2 separate regions of the Sus scrofa genome follow, and region 2 is linked to region 1. Evidence: chromatin contacts called from public HiChIP or PLAC-seq data. All regions are on one chromosome and are shown on one strand. The core of a region is the stretch at or near the end of the contact, and the rest is flanking DNA. Distances in the headings are between cores, read along the strand shown.

Region 1 (4,822 bases), core at 1,386-3,885:
ATTCTTTTGCCCTTTGCTCTGTTCTTCCAAGAGTCTTTGGATGCAGAAGGGGGCTGAGCTGGAGAAAGGGTTTGCTCCTCTTTGTCCTTCTTGGTGGAGCCTCAGTGTTCCTGTCTCTAGAATGGGGAGCCCCCAACACCCCCATTGGAGAGGCTGGTAAATGTGTGTCCACCTCGGCTCGGTTGGGGGGCTGGGGTCACTGGTGAGGAAGGCACGGCTGGCCGGCAGAGCCGGAGTTGTGAGGTCGCAAGAGGAGACGCATGGAGGTGCCCTCCTTCTGGCTCTGGTCCCTAGTTCCTGCGGAGCCCCTCACCCAGAGCTAGGAAAGCCTCGGCCGGGGCTTCGCCCACCCCAAGGCGCCCCACGCCGCTGCCCGCACTCCGACTGGCCGACCGGCCGGGCCCCAATCGCAGCAGGGGAGGTGGCGCCGCAGCTCGGACCCGAGCCGAGCCCGCCTCTGCCCGAGCCGCTGCCGCCGTCCGTCCTCGGGCCCGGCCGAGCCGGGGTGACACCTACCTCACCAGGATGGCCACCCCCACGTCCTCGCAGTTGGCATAGAGCCGGGCCCACGTCGCCTGCACCGCCTTCCTCTCCGCCTCGGACAGCTCCTCGCTCCGCTCCCTGCGCTCAATCTCCATCTCGCCCGGCACTTTCTCCATGAGCAGCTCCAAGCCCAGCCCGGCTTCGCTCGGCGGCGGCGGGGCGCGGGGCGCGGAGCGCGGAGCGCGGGGAGCCGGGGCCGGCTGCGTGCGCGGCGGGCGGGCGGGCGAGTGGCAGAGCGCGCCGGAGGGAGGGAGCGTGTCTGTGCGCGCCGGCTCTGTGTGTGTGTGTGTGTGTGTGTGTGTGTGTGTGTGTGTGTCTGTGTGTGTGTGTCTGTGCAGGGTATATGTGCAGGGGGCGGGGGACCGCGAGCGGGGGGCGGGGATGTGGTCTGCTGGAAAAATGCGAAAAAAAATAAATCCGCTCCAACCCCTCCAGCCCGCGTCCGCGAGCCAGTTCCGGCAAGGTGAAGGCTGGGCGGGGTGGGGGCGACGCGGCGGGCACCCGCCCGCCCTCCTCGCCACCGCGGAGTTGGACCGCCGGGTGGGGCTGGGGCGTGGGCGTGGCGAGGGGGCCGGGGGTCTCGGCAGGAGGGGGCGGTCACGCGGCGCAGGGCCGCGCTGGCCACGCAGGAGTGCGCCGCGGCGGGTGCGGGTCTGGGGGCCCCGGTCCCCGCTCCCCAGACGGGCGGTGTCGGGGCGTGTGCGTGTGAGCACCCTTCCCGCGGCGGGGAACTGACTCGAAGTCAAACACTGCCAGGCATTTGCGGCGTGGCCGCCCGCCCGCCCGCCCGCGACCCGAGCTGAGCTCCCCCTCGCTCCCGGCCTCTCCCGGGCCAGCCGCTGGGGTCCGCGGCGCTCTCGCCCGGGCTCCGGACCCCAGACTCCGGAGGGGTTAGAGGAAGAACCCTAGAGGAAAACACCGCCGCGGGGATGAGGAGGGGGCGGCTGTCAAACTTGATCACCAGAGGCCTGCGCCCCCCCTTTCCTTCCCGCCAGCGCTCCTTCCCCTCGGAGCAGCACGTGGCCTCAGAAAGAAGGCCCCGGGTGGCTTGTAAATGACACAGGCAGGCCCAAAGCAGGGGGCGAGTGGCCCCTAATACCAGCCCAGGCGGAGCAAAGTCCCAGGCACCCCAAACCTGGGTTGGGGGGGAGCGGTGTGAAGAAGTCTCGGGAGGCCCAGGCCGCTGGAGACATCGTAGCCAGCAAGGCCCCGATTAGGGAAGGGTTCTGTGGATGGAATCCCGTGTCCACCACAGAATTGCTCTTCTCCGGGAGGTGGGACCACCATTAGACTAGAGGTGGGGACTGCGTCTCTGAGAGCCACCCAGTCCCCACCCTGCAAGCAGCTGCTCAGTCCCGGTATGGCCGGGTCCCACCTCTGAGTCCCAGTTGAAGCCTGAGGCCCACAGCGGCGGCTGCAAGCGGCTGAAACACGTGACCACGCATGCGGGGTGTGTCCAGTTCTCCCCAAGGCTCCCTGGTGATCCTGCCCTTTCCAGCTCTGTGTCCACTGCTCCAGTAGTGCAAGAGGTGGTGGCTCCTCTTTGGCTCTGCTTTATGTGCCTATTTTAAAAAACCTATTTCAGGAGTTTTCTTGTGGCGCTGTGGGTTAAGGATCTGGTGTGGTCATTGCAGCAGCTTGGGGTGCTGCTGTGGCACAGGTTTGATCCCTGGCCCTCGAACTCCCCTATGCCACAAGCGTGACGAGAAAAAATACCCTATGTCAGAACAGAGAGCCCTGGCACAGCCCCAGCTCGGGCCTCGCTGGAGCCCAGCGTTCAGGTCCTTTACTGGAACCCAGGGCAAGAGGCCTCTTGTGGCTCAGAGCTCAGCTGAGAGAGGGAAAATCCAGTGCCCCCTTCTGGGGTCTTAGAGAGGGATTGAGGAGGGTTGGTGGGCTCAGCTTCTTTCACTAGTCTCAGACCCATGTCCTGGCTTTTTTTTTTTTTTTGCTTTTTTGGACCACACTCTTGGCACATGGAAGTTCCCAGGCTAGGGTACAGTTGCTGGCCTACAGCACAGCCACAGCAATGCAGGATCTGAGCCGTGTCTGTGACCTACACCACCGCTCACGGCAACGCCAGATCCTTAACCCACGAGCAAGGCCAGGGATGGAACCCACAATCTAGTGGTTCCTAGTTGGATTCATTTCCATTGCACCACAATGGGAACTCCGCCACGTCCTGGCTTTTGATCTGTGCTCTGCACGTCACCTGGACCAGGACACTGTGCTGGGTCCCCCCACTCAACTCCTCTGACGGGCTCAGAGCCAGCACCATGGCCTTCCAAACAGCTCCCTGAGAGGTTCCACCCAGAAGTGGACAGGAAGTAGGAGAAATCTTATTTCTGCTTGCTTTTATCTCATCCTTTACAAGTTCTATGGGTGTCGCTGGTAGAGGACTGTGTCTGCACGGTAACAGAGCATATAATTTATAAGTGGATGTGTGTATCTATTACACTTACATTCTGCCCTTTGCTGAAGAGGACGTGTAATCAGAAGTGTGTGGAAAAGATTGTCCTGGGGTCAGGAGTGAACCACTTAGCCAGCCCTTCACTCCCTGGCCTCTCCTGTCTTCCTGGCTTCATCATCTATATTCTCCTCCCCCCCCCATGACGTCATTGCCCCACCAATACTCAACTTCCAGTTGCTGCAACATGCCAGGCGCTTTCATGCCTACAGCCCCGGCAGAGTCTTCTGTCCGCGGGCCCATCCTTCCTTGAGCCCCTGCAAACTCAGAACAACCCGGCTTCTCTCTGAAGCTTCCCCTGATGCTCACGACTCCCAGAGTGCTCTGTAGGCGCCTTAACCGCCTAGATCTCCCAGTTGTGCTCATCGGTTTAACTTGCCAGGGCGTTTGTCTAGACCGCAAGCCCCTTGAGGGCCAAGCCCAGGGCTTAGTCATATCCCCACCCAGAGCAGACTGAGGTCAAGATACCCTGCCGCTGCCCACTGCCGGGGGAAAACCTGGGCCCAGTGAGGTTAATCGGTCTTCACAAGGTCGGGTCTGCTGACCCTGCTAATCAGCTTGAGCCTCCTAATCCATCGCCAGCAGGAACCTCGGGACAAAGGCAGTGGCTCGTGAGAGCTGGCAGGGGCCATCTTGGCCTTCTTCTGCGCCTGGGTCTCAGAGGGGATGGGGCAGCTGAGCCATGTGCACCACCCTCTTCCTGCTCAGCACCTTGGCCATGCTCTGGCGCCGCCGATTCGCCAACCGGGTCCAACCGTGAGAACCTGGCTGGGCCGTGGGCTGGGGCGGGGGAGAAACCGCTGGGCTGGGTTATAGCCGAGCTGCGGACTGCAGGGGTCAGGGGCTGCATGGACTCCCGGGAGGCTGGGAGTACAAGGGGCACCCCCGAGAGTCTCCCCTTCCAAGGAGGGGGCGCTTGGAGCTCTTCAAAGACACGGGGCACAACCTCTGGTCCCACAGCCCAACGTGGCTTAGGCTTAGGTCTCGCAGAGAAGCAGGAGAGGGGGCGGGGGTCCGGGCGCTGCCCACAGCCCTGCCTGCCTCTTTCCCTCCCGCAGAGAGTCCAGTGGAGTAGATGGGGCAGTCTCGGGCAGCGGTTTGGAAACAGACCTCCAACCCTCAGGCAGGTAAGACTCAAGAGTCTGGGGCGGGGGAGGGAGGGTGTTGCTAAGGACACGGCCGCTGTCCCCTGTCCAGGCCTGGGGGGTGTACGTGGGGACGTGCGTGTGTGCGTGCCCCTGGCCCCAGCTACCCGGTTCCCTGCATGCCTAGGGCTTTCTTCAGTTGGGGATGGGAGGCCCCAGCCTCTCTTCGGAACCCAAACTGCTCTGCCTCGCTCGTCCGAGTGCAGGTGGTCCCCGGGGTCCCTTCTCTTGGAAGGCGCAGGGGGAGTGGAGAGAGGGGTGAGGGAGAAGCCGCTTTGCGTGGCTTTGCTGCCTTCCCCTCCCCCTCCCGCTGCCGCTGCCCCCACCCGCTCAGCAGCTCCGCGGCCTGAACCTCCGGCAGGATTCGCTGTCCAGGCCCCAATAGGAGGCCCAGGAGGAGCATGACGTCATCAGCACTGCGTGCCATTGGCTGGGCAGCCCCTGCGGGCAGGACGCTGTCTCCAGTGGCCAGAAAGTTAACTCTTGCCTAGGCTGAAGCCATGTGGCCTTTAGAAGGGGGTGAAGTTTGGGGAACTTCAGGATTTCCTCCCTCTCCGGGTGCCTAGTGTCCTTTGAGGACAGGAGATCCGTGCCCGACACAACACGGGAAAATTGGCAAATATGTACCAAGAACCTACTGTTGGAAATGCTCTTTTGCGCCCGTGGG
Region 2 (4,822 bases), core at 991-3,490, 71 kb before region 1:
GTGACCTTGGGCAAGTTATTTTACTTCTCTGAGCCTTGGTTTGCTTTCTGTAAAAAGGGACTAATAACAGCACTTACTTAGGAGTTCTGTTGTGGATCCGAAGTAATGAATCCGACTAGTAACCATGAGGACGCGGGTTCAATCCCTGGCCCCACTCAGTCGGTTAAAGGATCCGGTGTTGCTGTGGGCTGTGATGTGGATTGAAGACAAAGCTGGGATCTGGCGTTGCTGCGGCTGTGGTGTAAGTCGGCAGCTGCGGCTCGGATTCGACCCCTAGCCTGGGACCCTCCATATGCTGCAGGCGGGGCCATTAAAACACACACACACACACAAAACAAAAAACAGTGCTTACCTGAGAGGGCTGTGGCCAATTTGACTGACATGATGAATAGAAGGTGTTTTGCACCTGCCCGTGCCAGGTACAAGCCTGATCAACATTAGCTGCTGCCATTCCTTCACCTCCGTCTCTTCCCTAAACATTCCTGTCGTTTCCTCGCCACCTCGTTCCCAGGAGAGTGAAAATGTAAGCATGATCATCTGACCGCTGAGCTTTTTCCCGTGGCTTTCCACGGGACACGAGACGGAGGCAGGGAGAGGCCTTCACAAACCCATTCCTTCCACCCACCTCCAACCTACCTACCACTTCTGCACCCAGTGCCCGGAGCTGCTCACTCCAGGATCCCGACTTTTTGGTGCCTTTGTGCCTTTGCTTCCCTGTCTGCTTGGAATTTTTTTTTCCCTCTGCTTCAACCCAAGATTTTACCTAAAGAACCCCTTTTCATCTTAGAATACCCAAGGGGGCGCTTCTTATCCATGAGGAAGCCCCGTTTCTCCCACTTATTCCCCACTTCCCTGGTCAGACCCGTCTGATTAATTTATTTCCCTCTATTCCAACCATTTGTTTGCATGCCTTTCTCTCCTATGGGACCAAATCTTCTTTGCACGTTGGTACCAACGTCCAGCACAGGTCTGACCCACGGTAGGTGCACAAAAGATGTCTGTGGAATGACTGAATGAGAGCTAACCTCTCTCAAAGGTCCCAGATGTGCCAACAGTCCCTGGGACTCCTCTGTCCCTCCTCAAGTCCCAGCTCTCCATTTGTCCTAGACACACCCCACCCCCACAGGCACACTCCCAGCACACACACACCCACTCTCGCCCTGCTCCTCTGCGCTTGCACACTCACGCACATGTGCTCTCCTCCTCCCCCACTATGAGCCTTCGGTTTCTAGATCTGGGCTGCCCACTGCAGTGCCCCCCAAAAACATGTGACTTTTGAGCACTTGAAATGTGGCTTGTCTGAACTGCCATGGGCTATAAGTGTAAAAACACACTGGGAGTTCCCGTCGTGGCTCAGCAGGTTAGGAACCCAACACAGTGTCTGTGAGGTTGTGGGTTCAGTCTCCGGCCTCGCTTGGTGTATTAAGGGTCCAGCATCGCTACAACCTGTGGCATCGGTCACAGATGCAGCTCAGATCACAGTCGATGTGGCTGTGGTGTAGCCGGCAGCTGCAGCTCCGATTTGACCCCTAGCCTGGGAACTTCTGTAGGCCTCAAGTGTGGTCCTAAAAAGACAACAACAATGACAACAAAAAGGAGTTCCCATTGCGGCTCAGTGGGTTAAGAACCTGACACAGTGTCCATAGGGATTCAGATTCCATCTCTAGCCTCGATCAGTGGGTTAAGGATCCAGTGTTGCTGAAAGCAGCGACATAGGTCACAGATGTGGCTTAGATCCCATGTTGCTGTGGCTGTGATATAGGCCAGCAGCTGCAGCTCTGTTTCAACTCCTATCCTGGAACTTCCATATGCCACAGGTGCGGTCCTAAAATTAAAAAAAAAAAAAAAAAAAAAAAAGCACTGGTTTGGGAGACTCAGTGGAAGGGGAGAAAAAAACCAGAATATAAAATATCTCTTGGACTTCCCATGTGGCTCACAACATAACTACTCGGTGTTGCTTCTACAGAATATAAAATATCTCCAGGAGTTCCTGTCGTGGTTCAGCAGAAACCAATGTGACTAGGAACCATGAAGTTGCGGGTTCAATCCCTGGCCTTGCTCAGTGGGTTAAGGATCTGGCGTTGTGAGCTGTGGTGCAGGTTGCAGATGTGGCTTGGATCCTGCGAAGGCCAGCAGCTACAGCTCCGATTCGACCCCTAGCCTGGGAAGCTCCATGTGCTGCAGGTGGAGCTCTACAAAGGCAAAATAAATAAATAAATAAATACAATATCTCCAATAATTTTTATATTGATGACTTGTTGAAATGAAAATACTTTCTATATATTGGGTTAAATACAATATTATTTTAAAGTCAAGTTCACCTGTTTCCTTTGGCTTTTTTTTTTCTTGTGGCTACTAGAAAACTGAAAATCACAAATGGGGGGTGGTCCCAGGATCTTTCTGCTGGACGATGGGGCTCCAGATGCTCAGGAAGCCATAGGTGCCTTCTTTCTCCAGGAGGTGGCGGTCTCTCCCCATTTTTGACACCTCCATTCTAGAAAGGTCTGGAAAGTTCCTGGGGAAATGGCCTGTGTAACAAAGCAGGTATTGAACCCTAAACGGGACAGGGCCACAGTCAGCCCTGCAGTGATGTCAGCCTATCCACGCAAAGGAGGCGTCAAAAGAAACCCACAGGAAGTCAAGGAGCTAAGTGCCACCTTCCTCAACAGAAGAATCAACACCTAGTTGATAGATTCTTGCTCTAGGTACCGAGTGCGTTACCACGTGTTCAGTGAAATCGCTGTTTTCCAGGCATTTCTAGGCCTTTGAAGGAGATGGGCATGCAGTGGACACACTGTGGTGCCCAGGCCAAGTCCACCTTTAGGTCCAGGGAACACGTCCCACCTGCTGAGGCTCACAGCTGCAGTTCCTCCCCAGAGATGGTTCTTGGCTGAAAGAAGATGCCTCGTCCAGCCAATGACTGTCCCTACGGAGCAACAAAGTGTGGCCCTCTGGCCTCAGGCCGTGGTCCCAGGGAACAGACTATAATGGAGTCTGTCCCTGATCCTGGCCTGCTAAGGAGGACCTCCCTCGCCAGTGGTGGGTAGAATATTCTGGCCCCTGGCATGCTGCAGGGGTACAATCATTACAACGTTCACGGACAGGGAACTGGGATGGGATAGCAGCGAAAGGAAAGGCAGCAGTGTGAGAAAAATCTCAGGTGTTTCAGGAGCATGTCAGTATAAGAACTGTAGGTGCACCTGGCCACTCCTGGGGACAGGCACCCTGGGCACAGACAGCAAAAGCCTGGGCTTGGGGTAAAATCCAGAGTGTTTCCTTGGCAGCAGGTAAAGAAGCTCACATCCTGAAGTTGGGGGCGGTGAGAGAAGGAGCGGGCCAGGCTTGGGACGGAACCAAAGTAACAGAGCCCCAGGGGAGGGGAATTCGCAACCTTAGGGAGTCAGGCAAGCCGAGGGGCTTCCTGGTTGGGAAGAAGAGGGATCCGAGACAGGTGCGGGTATCTGGCTGCTGTGACTGCGCCCCTCCTGATAGGGTGGCTCCAGACAGCTTGGAGGAAGGGATCCCGATGTCCCATCCGGTGCATCTGTTGAGACCCCCTAGGTTCTCACGCGGGAATTGCGCTCCGCTGGAGGAAGCTGCCTCAGCAGGACGGATGCAGGGCCACGAGGCCTGCCCCCTGCCCCCTGCCTCCATCCAGGCGTCTCTGAGGGGCTTTTGGCTCCTTCTGCTGTGAGCCGAGGCCTCTGTAGCAACGGCGTCATCACAGCCCAACTTCTCCCTCTGCCGAGCCCTGCTTCCCCTGCTCCCCGCCATGGAGGCGGGGGTGGGGAGGTGTGGGGGGGTGAGACTCCCGCACTTAATTCTCCAGCTGAGTCTCTGTCCCCAGGGAACCTGCTAGTGACAGATTAAGGTTGCTAAGGTAAATACGATTAGGCAAGATGTGCTCGGTGCCAGGTGTGTGGGGCACATGTTCAGAGCAGGGGAGGGGCGAAGAGAAGGATGCCCCCCAAACCCGCGGAAAAATGCAAATAGATGCTCAAGCACCTGAACGGAGGGCTGCCTTCCCTGCCTGTCGGAGCCTTTCGGCTGCTCTGCCTGGAAAGTTGGGGTCTTGGAGGCATCATCAGCACTGGGGACCCCCTGACCCCCAGGGCCTGCCACTTCATCTCCTGCAGTGGGAACCGGGCAGGATGGAGGTGGGAATGGGGAGCAGGTGGGGCTCCAAGTGGGAAGTTCCTGGAAGCCCCACCCCACACCCCGCCTTCTAGATGCATCTGAGCTACCCCAGACTCTGCACTGGAGGTGGGGTCAGGTGGGATGAGGTTGGGGGGCGGGGAAAGATGTCTCCAGGCCCCCAGACCCTCCAGTGGCTCATTATACCTTTGACCACCACCCTCTACCCTGCTGTCACTCTGTTTTGTCACTATGAATTTGTTCCTTTTTTTGCTTTTTGGGGCCGCACCTGTGGCACATGGACGTTCCCAGGCGAGGGGTTGAATCTGAGCTGCAGCTGCCAGCCACAGCCACAGCCACAGCAATGACAGATCCAAGCTGTATCTGCGACCTACACCGCAGCTCACAGCCATGCTGGATCCTTAACCCATTGACTGAGGCCAGGGATTGAACCTGCGTGCTCATGGATACTAGTCAGGTTCTTAACCCCCGAGCCACAGTGGAAACTCCACAGTTCTGCATTTCTAATTGAGCAAATGCTGTAGATGGTAGTACTCTCGGGCTGCCTGAGCTGGAAGGACCCTCAAAGGTGGGTTTGCCCAGGCTCCCAGGGGGCAGAGAGTGAGTGCCCGCGCCAGCCAGTTGGCGGCAGGGCAGGCATTAGAGTGGGCCCACGAGGCTCAGCCCC

Evidence for each region. HiChIP or PLAC-seq counts read pairs in DNA pulled down with a chosen protein or histone mark.
Region 2: an H3K27ac HiChIP or PLAC-seq map of skeletal muscle shows a contact between it and region 1. The contact joins the promoter of LOC100518330 here to the promoter of PRCD in region 1. A contact is called at or near these places in 11 of 47 Hi-C or Micro-C datasets (brain, embryonic fibroblasts, epiblast stem cells and 8 more) and 2 of 2 datasets of contacts at active chromatin or transcription factors (alveolar macrophages and skeletal muscle).

Annotation. Positions count from the first base shown.
Region 1 is chr12:4,974,507-4,979,328 of Sscrofa11.1, reverse strand. It overlaps PRCD (progressive rod-cone degeneration protein), which reads left to right and starts at 2,635. Exons shown (of 5, transcript XM_013989871.2): 1 at 2,635-3,766; 2 at 4,069-4,137. The coding sequence starts at 3,693. CYGB (cytoglobin) reads right to left here and starts at 2,084. Exons shown (of 4, transcript XM_021066574.1): 1 at 517-2,084. The coding sequence starts at 659.
Region 2 is chr12:5,045,044-5,049,865 of Sscrofa11.1, reverse strand. It overlaps LOC100518330 (serotonin N-acetyltransferase), which reads left to right and starts at 2,240. Exons shown (of 3, transcript XM_005656910.3): 1 at 2,240-4,822.